Regions from separate parts of the Anas platyrhynchos genome. Here regions 2 and 3 are each linked to region 1. A link is a contact called in public Hi-C data. All regions are on one chromosome and are shown on one strand. The core of a region is the stretch at or near the end of the contact, and the rest is flanking DNA. Distances in the headings are between cores, read along the strand shown. Region 1 overlaps OPHN1 (oligophrenin 1). Region 2 overlaps LOC119717814 (a long non-coding RNA gene). Region 3 holds the start of EDA2R (ectodysplasin A2 receptor).

The links. Hi-C and Micro-C count contacts between places; a contact is called where the count stands out from the background.
Region 2: a Hi-C map of subcutaneous adipose tissue shows a contact between it and region 1, with 2.1 times the contacts expected there. The contact joins two enhancer-like sites. A contact is called at or near these places in 2 of 8 Hi-C or Micro-C datasets (skeletal muscle and subcutaneous adipose tissue).
Region 3: a Hi-C map of subcutaneous adipose tissue shows a contact between it and region 1, with 5 times the contacts expected there. The contact joins the promoter of EDA2R here to the enhancer-like site in region 1. A contact is called at or near these places in 4 of 8 Hi-C or Micro-C datasets (liver, skeletal muscle and subcutaneous adipose tissue).

Annotation. Positions count from the first base shown.
Region 1 is chr10:24,457,175-24,460,208 of IASCAAS_PekinDuck_T2T, forward strand. It overlaps OPHN1 (oligophrenin 1), which reads left to right. Exons shown (of 24, transcript XM_038184020.2): 13 at 729-791; 14 at 1,482-1,556. Among named protein-coding and RNA genes, the nearest start is that of OPHN1, 38 kb to the left of the region's middle. Within about 2 kb of position 1,432, at least 4 of the 8 cell types and tissues checked have an H3K27ac peak or open chromatin away from gene starts, as enhancers often do. A contact at or near this core is called in subcutaneous adipose tissue, where this site is marked.
Region 2 is chr10:24,679,688-24,682,721 of IASCAAS_PekinDuck_T2T, forward strand. All of the region lies in intron 1 of LOC119717814 (a long non-coding RNA gene), which reads right to left. Among named protein-coding and RNA genes, the nearest start is that of EDA2R, 56 kb to the left of the region's middle. Within about 2 kb of position 1,529, at least 3 of the 8 cell types and tissues checked have an H3K27ac peak or open chromatin away from gene starts, as enhancers often do. A contact at or near this core is called in subcutaneous adipose tissue, where this site is marked.
Region 3 is chr10:24,623,664-24,626,697 of IASCAAS_PekinDuck_T2T, forward strand. EDA2R (ectodysplasin A2 receptor) reads left to right here and starts at 1,581. Exons shown (of 8, transcript XM_038184041.2): 1 at 1,581-1,782.

The DNA of each region.
Region 1 (3,034 bases), core at 182-2,681:
AACAAGTCTGTATTTAGCACAGTCATTCAGGGGAGGTTCGGTATAAATGTTGGCACTGAGCAGAAAGGTGTTTCACAGCACAACCTGGACAATCCTTCCAGATGTCCTGGAAAATTACCAGAAGTAGAAAAGTTGAAATACATCTATGAAAAGTGGTAACTTTCTGCCTCCTTCACAATGCCTGTAAGACAGGCATAAACAATGTCTGTGATTAATCAGCTGGAACAAAAACCTGTGTTCTTCTTTACTCAGGCAGCAGGTAAAGCTGTGCGGTTTTTATTTATTTTTTGTTTGTTTGTTTAATTTAATCAAGTAGATAAGTAGAAATTACGTGATCCTATGATGTGGAAGAGATTTAACTGCAGATTTTGCAGTGCTCTGGAAATGATTAATCAAGTCATTATCAGACACACATTCACATGTGGCAGGGCTCTGATTCACACTTCTTTTATTAAAGACAGAGAGGGGGCAGGGGGAGACGCTGCAGCTCAACATAAATCCAAAAAAACTCGAGAGCATATGAAACTAATAATTGCTCGCTGAGATGTAAAGACCGCCCGTGTGTCCGTAGAGGCACGTACGCGGTGCAGCTGGAGCCAGCAGCCCGATGCCCGCGTGGGGCCGGAGCGCTGCGTGGTGGCTGTGCCCGGCCCCTGCCCAGCAGTTTTCCGCGAGTAACCGCGTGCCGGTGCCCCGGCAGCTAACACTGCTTCCCTTCTTTGAAACAGTGGAGTTGAACGAGGTCGGCTTCAAGTTTGTGCGGAAGTGCATCAACGCGGTAGAAACGAAAGGTGAGGTGCCCGCAGCCCTCCTGGCATGTCCCCGTTCCCATCACCCTGGAGCGTGTGCCGTTATCCACAGCATAGCGCTGCTAGCTGACAGGCAGTCCTGTTTAAATGATTAGAGAACATGTGCCAAAAGAGCAGAAATAAGGCGTTATTTGGAGTATTGTCATACCACGTTCCAGGTAGGACTGAATTTTCGCCTTTGTGGTGTTTTCATTCCCCAGTTTCTCTGGCTCAGAGGAAGGTGGCCACCAGGCTGCAGGCAAGCAGCAGTGGATGCGCTCTGTGTGCTGGGTTAGAGGCAGGGTTTAGCTGCAGTAAAGAATTGCTCGGGCCCGTTAGGCAGAAGGGCAGGACGGAAGCGGGGCAGGGGACTACACCTCCCCGTATGGGCTCTCACCAAACCTGCAGCCTGTCCGAGCAGGACAAATTGCTCCCTAACATCTGAGTCTCTGGGCTGCACGGAGAGGTGGTGGTGCTGGCATGTCCAAGCCCCTGGGGGATGCAGCCAGCCCTGTCCGGGTCCCAGGGGCTGGGAGAGGGGCAGAGGGGGGGTACTGACCCCACAGGGCTGGGTAATGCGGGGTGCCGGGACGGGGTGGCCGTGCAGCTCCCCAGCAGGCTGTCGCTCCGCCAGATGGTGCTTTCGGACAGCCCTCTGCCAGGACGGCTCTAACTCTGCTCTGTTGTGCTTAGGGATCTCCACAGAGGGCGTCTACCGAACGGTTGGCAGCAACATCCAGGTGCAGAAGTTGCTGAATGCCTTTTTTGGTAAGAATGAATTATTCCGTGCGGTTAGGCTGTTATATTTTTATATTGTTTGAGAAGGGTGAAGAGGATCGGCTTTCACAACGCGATGAGGCTGCGGCACACCCTTCCCTGCTTTTCTGAGCTTTTTTCTGCCTCCCACCCTGTCCTCTCTCCCTTCCCACCGCCTTTGCTGCTGGCTCAACTCGTATTTCAGGCTGTGGGAGCAGCGGGGAGCTGAAGGCAGGCGGTGACCCCGGAGCTGTGGGGACGAGCCTTCTCCCACCCTGTGCTAAAAATACTCCGGCATTTTGGCATCACGTGCCGGGGTGTGCTCTGCTGCGGCCCCGGGAGCGGGACGAGGGCCAGCAGGGATGAGCCCTCGCTGCTGCTCCACGCCTCCACGTGGCGCAGGCTGGCCAGCATCACCCCGCAGCCAAGCAGCGGCAGCAGAATTTGGGGCCCACCTGGCCGTCCCGGCTCCGTTTCCTTTGTGAAAGCCAATGCCCCAATCCTTATTTAGGCAGCGGGGATGAGAACAGGGTGGGAGGTTAGCCCACGTTAATTAGCAGCATGGTCCCAAGGATCTTGGTGTTCAGACAGCACTGCTGCCAGGGGACGTGCCCCGCCAGCGCCGTGCCTCGGGAGCTGCTTGTCTGCAGAGGTGCCAGCGGTGCCAGCCCTGCAGCAGCCCAGGAGGGGGGACCTGGGGTCCCTTTCCCTCACCCCACGGTGGTGGGGACACATATCGTACCTTAGCAGCGAGGCCATTCACCTGGGTTAGGGTTTTTGCTCAGAAGGGCTGAAATCATTCTTCATAAAGGTCAGATTGAGCCAGCGAGAGCTTTTGCAACATCCTAAGCAGACAGGCAGCTGTGAAGGCTTTCTGAGGACTGGAGGTGGCAGACGTGTGACAGACCCAGCGCTTCCATCTCCTCGCAGCATCCACGACGCCGGCCTGAGCCTGGCACCATCGGGCAGAGCCCCAGCTGCGTGTCCCACGGGGCCTGCCACGGCCCGAGCCCAGCGTACCTGGGAGGGACTGGTTCTCCCCACAGACCGGTCGGTGTACGTGCTGCTGGGGCAAGCCTTTCTGCACTGAGTCCTGCGCTTCATACGAGCGCGTTAGGTACTGGGTAGTCCTTATGCAAGAAGTGGGAACAGCACAGGGCTCAGCAGCGTCCTTCTGTGCCCCCCCAGACAGGGACACAGCCGAAGCCATCGCTCCTGTCCCTGCAGGGTGAGGGCAGGTGGCCACACCGCCCTGCGGGCCCCAGGGTCTCGAGCACCCACAGCCAAGCCCCTGTGGCCGGCTGCTGGAGGGGGCTAGAGCAAAAAGTACATTTCCATTGGTGTCTGCATGCCTCGGGCATGCGCCAGCTTCCTTCAGCTCCCTGTGCGGACATCTGATGTCAATGTAGTACTCCGAGGCTGTTCCTGCTCTTACCATTGTTGCTGTTCATTAAACGGGCTGGTTTGTGCTGACATGGAGCTGTACCCGA
Region 2 (3,034 bases), core at 279-2,778, 220 kb after region 1:
AAAAGGCAAAGAAGAGTGTACACAACAGTTTAGGGTACACTTTTTTTCTGTCATTAGTGACAAATTTTTATTCAGACTTAAGAAAATTACCACATTGTATAAGCAAGCCACTTAGTTTTTCTTTTCTCTTTCTCCCATTTTATTTCAGAGGGGGTTTTATTTCTCTAATTAATTTTGCACTTTTTGGTGTGTGTTTATTTTTCTAAGAAATGCATCCATTAGAAGAGTTTCCTTGTAGCCTGAGGTATGGCTTTACCAGTAAAAAAAATCACCATAAAGATGCTGTTACTAACTGATTGCAGAAGGCTGAGTGGACTTAATGAGACTTCTCCAGCCTTTAGGATTCATAAATGACCAGGAGCAGACTGGATTGGGGTTGTGTTCCCAGCCCAAGTCTGTAACAGTCAGGCCCAGAAAACATTGAAGCGTGTTTTTCTGTTTTACTTACCCATGTGATGATTAACTTCAGATAGTTTGTACCTAATTAAAGGCCTTGAGCAACTTCAGCTGCTGCTGGAGAAAGAGAAGCAAGAACAGAGTTGCTCACTGCAAAGCCATGCATTCGGGAAGCAGAGAAGTGGCTCTGCCTCAGGAGCACAGCAAAAGGAAGGCCCACGCTGTCACCTTCAGCCCAAAGAGACAAACAGAAAACAAATACCCTCCACTGGTTTTGCACCAATCTTTTCTGACAAGGTAGAAGCAGATCACAGGGTCAATTTGGGAGCACTATCAAGAGGAAGTATTAAGACATTAAATGCTTTCCTGACATGTACTGAAAGTTAAAATCGCATTAATAATTGCAGAACTGGGTTACAGCAGGCTTCCATTCACAGGCTATCAAGAAACCCAAGCATGTAACTCATGGCGGTTTTGGGGTCATTTTCAGACCTTTAACTTTTGTTAAGCATTTGCAGAAACCTGAGGAAGACTCCAAGAAAGAAAGAAAAAAAAAATATATCTTTCTGATCATTCTACAAAGCCTGTATTTTTCTTTGACCTTTTTAATATTTGTTTGTATTTTAGCAACTGCATAACCAATCCAAACTTGTCTCCAAGTTGACAGAATTACTAGGATGTAGGCAGTTCTAACAACTGCTTGCTAAACATTATACAAATACAGGGGGAAACCATGACAGAGAGTGCAAGTCTATAATCTGCCTCCAGCTCTCTGTGCCGGCACTGCAGGCTATGCTCAGCTGAACGGGACGTGCCAGGCAGCAAACAGGAACTCCTGATGCTATCCAGGATGCTGCCTTTGAGGCTGGATGGAAACCTCCAGAAGTCAGGACTGCACACATCTCAGCACCTGAATAAACCCAGTTTTGGAGAAGCATGGATCAGAGCCTGGGAAACAGGGAAGCAGCAAACCAACAAACGGAGAGCGAGAAGCGGAGAAGCTGCAGATTCTGTGGGAGATGCGTTCGGCCCGAGAGCTCCAGAAACGGAACGAGTTAACAGGCTTGGTCTGTGCAGCTCACTTTTGGGGTGGTTCCCCCCCCCCCGCAGCCCACGGGTGAGCTCCTGCCAGGCCCCGGGGAGCAGCGGCGCAGAGGTGACACCTGGTGGCCCGGCCGCGGCGCTCCAGGACGAGCGGCGGCGCCCCGCGGGGGGGGTCCCGGGGGCGTCCCGCCGGGCATCCCGGCCCGTCCGCGCACGGGGAGCTGAAGGCTGAGCACCGGCTGTGCGGCGGGGCTGAGGGGTGCGCTCCCCGAACCGGCACGGATCCTTCTTGCTGCTCGCTCGCCAGCGCTCTCCTCCTGGGACAAGTGCCCGGACACTCAACTGGGACAACCAGAATAGAAACTCTGGGGCTGGGTTTATAAAAGCAAGTCTTTGTACGGCCCCTGCCAAGGTCCCAGGCATATGCCACGCACATTCCTGTGCGAGACCGTGTGTTTCTTAGTGTTGTCCCCACCCCTCAGGCAGCAGAGGAGGCTCACTGCCCCCAGAGGAGATGCTCACAGGGCTCAGCTGCACCAGCTTGGAGTGTGTGCATCTCTTCCTACTTAGGTGGCCGTGCTGAGAGACGATTAGTCCTCTACTAGACTGCTAAGTAACTGATTCATTTTTAGATGATTTTTAGTTTCCACATAAAGTAGAAGAGCTTTCCACAGGAGGGCCTGTCTCAGGCAGTCTTCCTGTGTGGGCGTTTGCTGGAGGCAAGGGAACTCTTCAAGGAAGCAAGGTTCGCAGGCCAAAGTCTCCTTGGGCTTGGGAGGAGATCCTCCCACTGAGAACAACTTCCCCTTGCTGGGCAAATGATTTAGTTACACAGTTTGGGTGTGAGTGTAGCTGTGATAATCACTCCAGTTCTGCCTGCAGATGGCTGGTGTGCCTTATGAAAGCTTACCTGGCCAAGCCACTCAGAAGACACCACTGAAAAGAATCTCTTTTCTGTGCCTTTATTCAAATTACCAACTTCCTAAGTGTACTGCCTCTTTTCAAAGTGCATGGCTTTCATGTGCAAAGCATGTGGCAAGAGGGAGAAGGAGAACAGCACTGGGGTTATTGGGAGAACCAGAGAGGCATGCTCTACCACCGGAGCTTTTGGGCTTTGCTCCTGCTGCCGCAGTACTCCCTCGAGATAGATGAGGACACATGCATAACGGTGTCAGCCAGTTATGCTCCTGGCCCTTTAAGCCTCAATCTGAAACGTAATACTTCAGGAATATTATGGTTTAAACAATTTTAGTCAGTGAGTCAGTTCTGGATTAACAGCCCACGGAGGGAGGGTAATCACTCTCCCTCATAAATTAGCAACCAACAAGCTCTTTCCTTTGATGAATGTTGTTTTAAAGACTCATCTCACTTATTAGCTCCAAGCACACTGTCCATTAATCATGGACAAGGAAAAATGCACCCTCCTCCCCCTCATGGCTTTGTTCCTAGGATGACTAGCTCAGCCTCACCAGGAGACAAAACAAATAGGAAGAAGGGACCAGAAAGGACAAGGTCCCACTAGTCACATGGAGAAGTGGGGATCATTATGGGAAGGTCACCTCAAGTAATGGGAAGGATGGGAAATAGCACAACT
Region 3 (3,034 bases), core at 331-2,830, 170 kb after region 1:
TGGGTGCTGGGCATTTCCCTCGGAGCACCTCCTCCAGCTGGATGCCAGGTGCATCAGAGCATGTGCAAAGAGGGGAATTCTGCACCGCTCCCATCGCATTTCAATATGATTTGTGAAGTCTTAGGCAGGGTTGGGCAGAGTGCTGATCTAAAATGGAAGGAAAGGTGTAAGGTGTCCAAATGACTGTGATTTCTTCACCACATCACGTTCCAAGTGCATGATTAAGCTGTTTCAGCAGGAGGACTGTGTGTTTGTGTGTGTCTGCATGCAGGTGGGGTGTTTATGGTCTGCAATTGCCCCCACGATACATTCGTGCCTGGAGCTGGGGCCCTCTACTGTTGTAAATATTCTGGTGTGTCAGAAAAGCTCGTTAAACAGATTCCCTTCTTCGGGATTCATGGTTGTGCTGACTTGTAATATAGTAATGCTGCCAATTATGTTTCATAATTATAACTCAATGAAGAGAACGTGAGACAGAACATATCAGGTAATTACAGTCACAACACTAAATGTCTCAGGCCATGTTTCTGTGGGCTGAAGCTAACATCTGAAAGGCCTTGGGCTGCAAAATACATCCAAATCTGTATATTGGATGTACAGCACTTTACCTACCCAACAGATCCCTTCATCTGGAATATCAGGTGTCTGGCCAACATCCCACAGCCAGTCACTCCTGCGTGCAGTTTCACAAGCCACTAAAGCCAGCCTAAGTCTGTGCTGCCACCCAAAGGCCAGTGCTGCACCTCCCCAGGTGGCTCTCAGCTTTTGCAGACGTGCGTGGGGCAGCATTGCTGCTTGTGCCTGTGGCTGTGAGATGGTTCCAGATGGTGATCTGAATGGGGAAAAAGTAAAACACGGTAATAACATTTCCAGATTTCATAGCACTCTACTCTGGTGTGCATAAAACCACAAAGGGGACAGCGTAATCTCACTGAAAGGAGCTGGGAGACAGGGACGCTTCAGCCTCAGCCCCAGCTCTGGGGACAACAACCCTCTTATCAGCTCTCCGAAGTGCAGGAGCTGATGCTGACGTCCTTGCCCGTCCTGGCTGTGTGTGAGCCCTGCAGCCGAGCACGCCACTCACACCCCGCTGCTGCCTGAGCGATGCAGGAGCAGCAGCAGCCGCACGGTGCGGGCCGGCTGCACGGGCACGGACCTGCGAGAGGCAAAATGCCCGCGTGAGCAGCGAAGCCAGCCCTGTCCTCTGCACAACAAGTCCAGCTGAGCCTTGTCCCTGTGGAGATGGCACCTTGAACCTGGCTGAAGGATGGAGGAAATCCGAGGGCCTGGGAAGGATGCAGCGGGGCAGGTGGGATCGCACACAACCCCTCCGATGGGGACCATCAGGTCCCAGCCTGATGTCTCCTCGCACCCTGCTGGGGGCAGCTCTGAGACTCAGCAAAGCACCCGCAGGGGACGCAGCGCCTGAATTTCGGGATGTGGCTGCGGGGGACGGAGGCAGCGGCCCCGCACGCGAGGAATTCGCGGGCGCTGCGATTTGCATAGCCCCGCCCACTCATCCCGCGCGGCCAATGGGAGGCGGCGGGGCGGGGCCTGCCGGGTGCGATCCCCCGCGCTGCCCGCGGCGCGCCCCGCTCCACGCGGCGCCGCGCGCCCTGCCCGGGAGCCACGCGTGTCCCGCCGGGGAGCCGCGCGTGTCCCGCCCGCCGCGCACCGTGCCCCGTGCCCGCGGAGCCTCCTGCCCGCGGAACGCCGCACGTCCCGCCCGCGGAGCCCCGCAGCCTGCCCACGGAGCCCTGCCCCACGCGCGCCGGGACACAGGTGAGCGGCGGAGCCCACGCAGCCGCCCGCCCACCCGCGGCAGCGGCTCCCGGCGCTCCGCTGGCGCCGGTGTCACCGCCGGGCGGGAGCTGCCGGCGGGGCCGGGAGCGGCGCAGCGCGGTTGCAGCCGCCCCCGGTGCCGTGCCCGGGCGCGTGGCGCCGGGGCCGGGGGTGCCGCGGCCGTGGGGGCCGGTGCGGGGCCGGCGAGCCGGTGGCGAGTTGGTGGCGAGCTGGTGGCGAGCTGTCGGGCGTGCCCGGGCATATCCCGGAGCCCTGCCGCCTTCCCCAGGGTGGGCGGCGGGGGGCGCCGGCGGGGCCCGTCTGGGGGCCGGGGTCGGGCCGGCCGCGCGTGGGTGTGTGAGAACCGATGGCAAGTTGGGCAGAGCTCCCTGCAGCTGCTGCTCGGGTTGCGAGCCCCTGCTCCTCCGCGCTGTACCTGCGTGAGGGTGTTCGTAATTGTAGTAAGAGTTGGAGGGAAAAACAGACGCTGCAGATAACCGGAGTTGTTATTGCAAGCGAGGCAGTGACAGTTGTGAATGAGTAGAAGTGAGGAGAAAAACAAAAAGAACAAAAAAAAGAGAGAAGATAAAAAAAAAAAAAAAACCACAAACATAAAAATCAAAGGTTTCATGTAAAGTGGTAGTTCTGGAAGTCTTAGTTGAGATATCTCACGAGTCACAGACACCCAAGAAGGATGACCAGAATTTCACTCAGTTTATATGAACACGTGCAATTGTACGTGGGGGCCCTGTGACTGAAGGTATCCTGGTGCTGAGGGTGTCTGCTCCGGCAGGATGCTCTATTCTCCTTTCCCGAGCCCCGTTTGCCCACCACAGTTTCTCATGCAGCTCCTCTGGCATAGGCAGCCCTTCCTTGGGGCCTTGGGTGAGCCGCTGCTGTGGGCAGGGGTGAGGCTGTTGCCGGGTGGGTGTTTTGTGGGACTGTAAAGCTGAATGGGAGCAACAGCAGAAGCAGCAGTGATGCACTATGTCCTGTATTGCGGGTGGTTTTGGTAGTTTCAAATATCTCCCTTTGCACTTGGAATGCAAGGAGCAGAAAGTGAACGTAGCCTTGAGAGTACTGCAGGGCAGTAAGGAGAGGTGCAGCTTCTCCCAGGGTACCTCCAGTTCTTGTCTGCCATTAGGATGCTTTCCCCTAAAGCAAATATAAGTTTCCAGCCACTCCACGCCAAGTAATTAGTGGACAATTTTGTGAGCAGAACTTACAAATGTTTTGGAAAACCTACTGATTT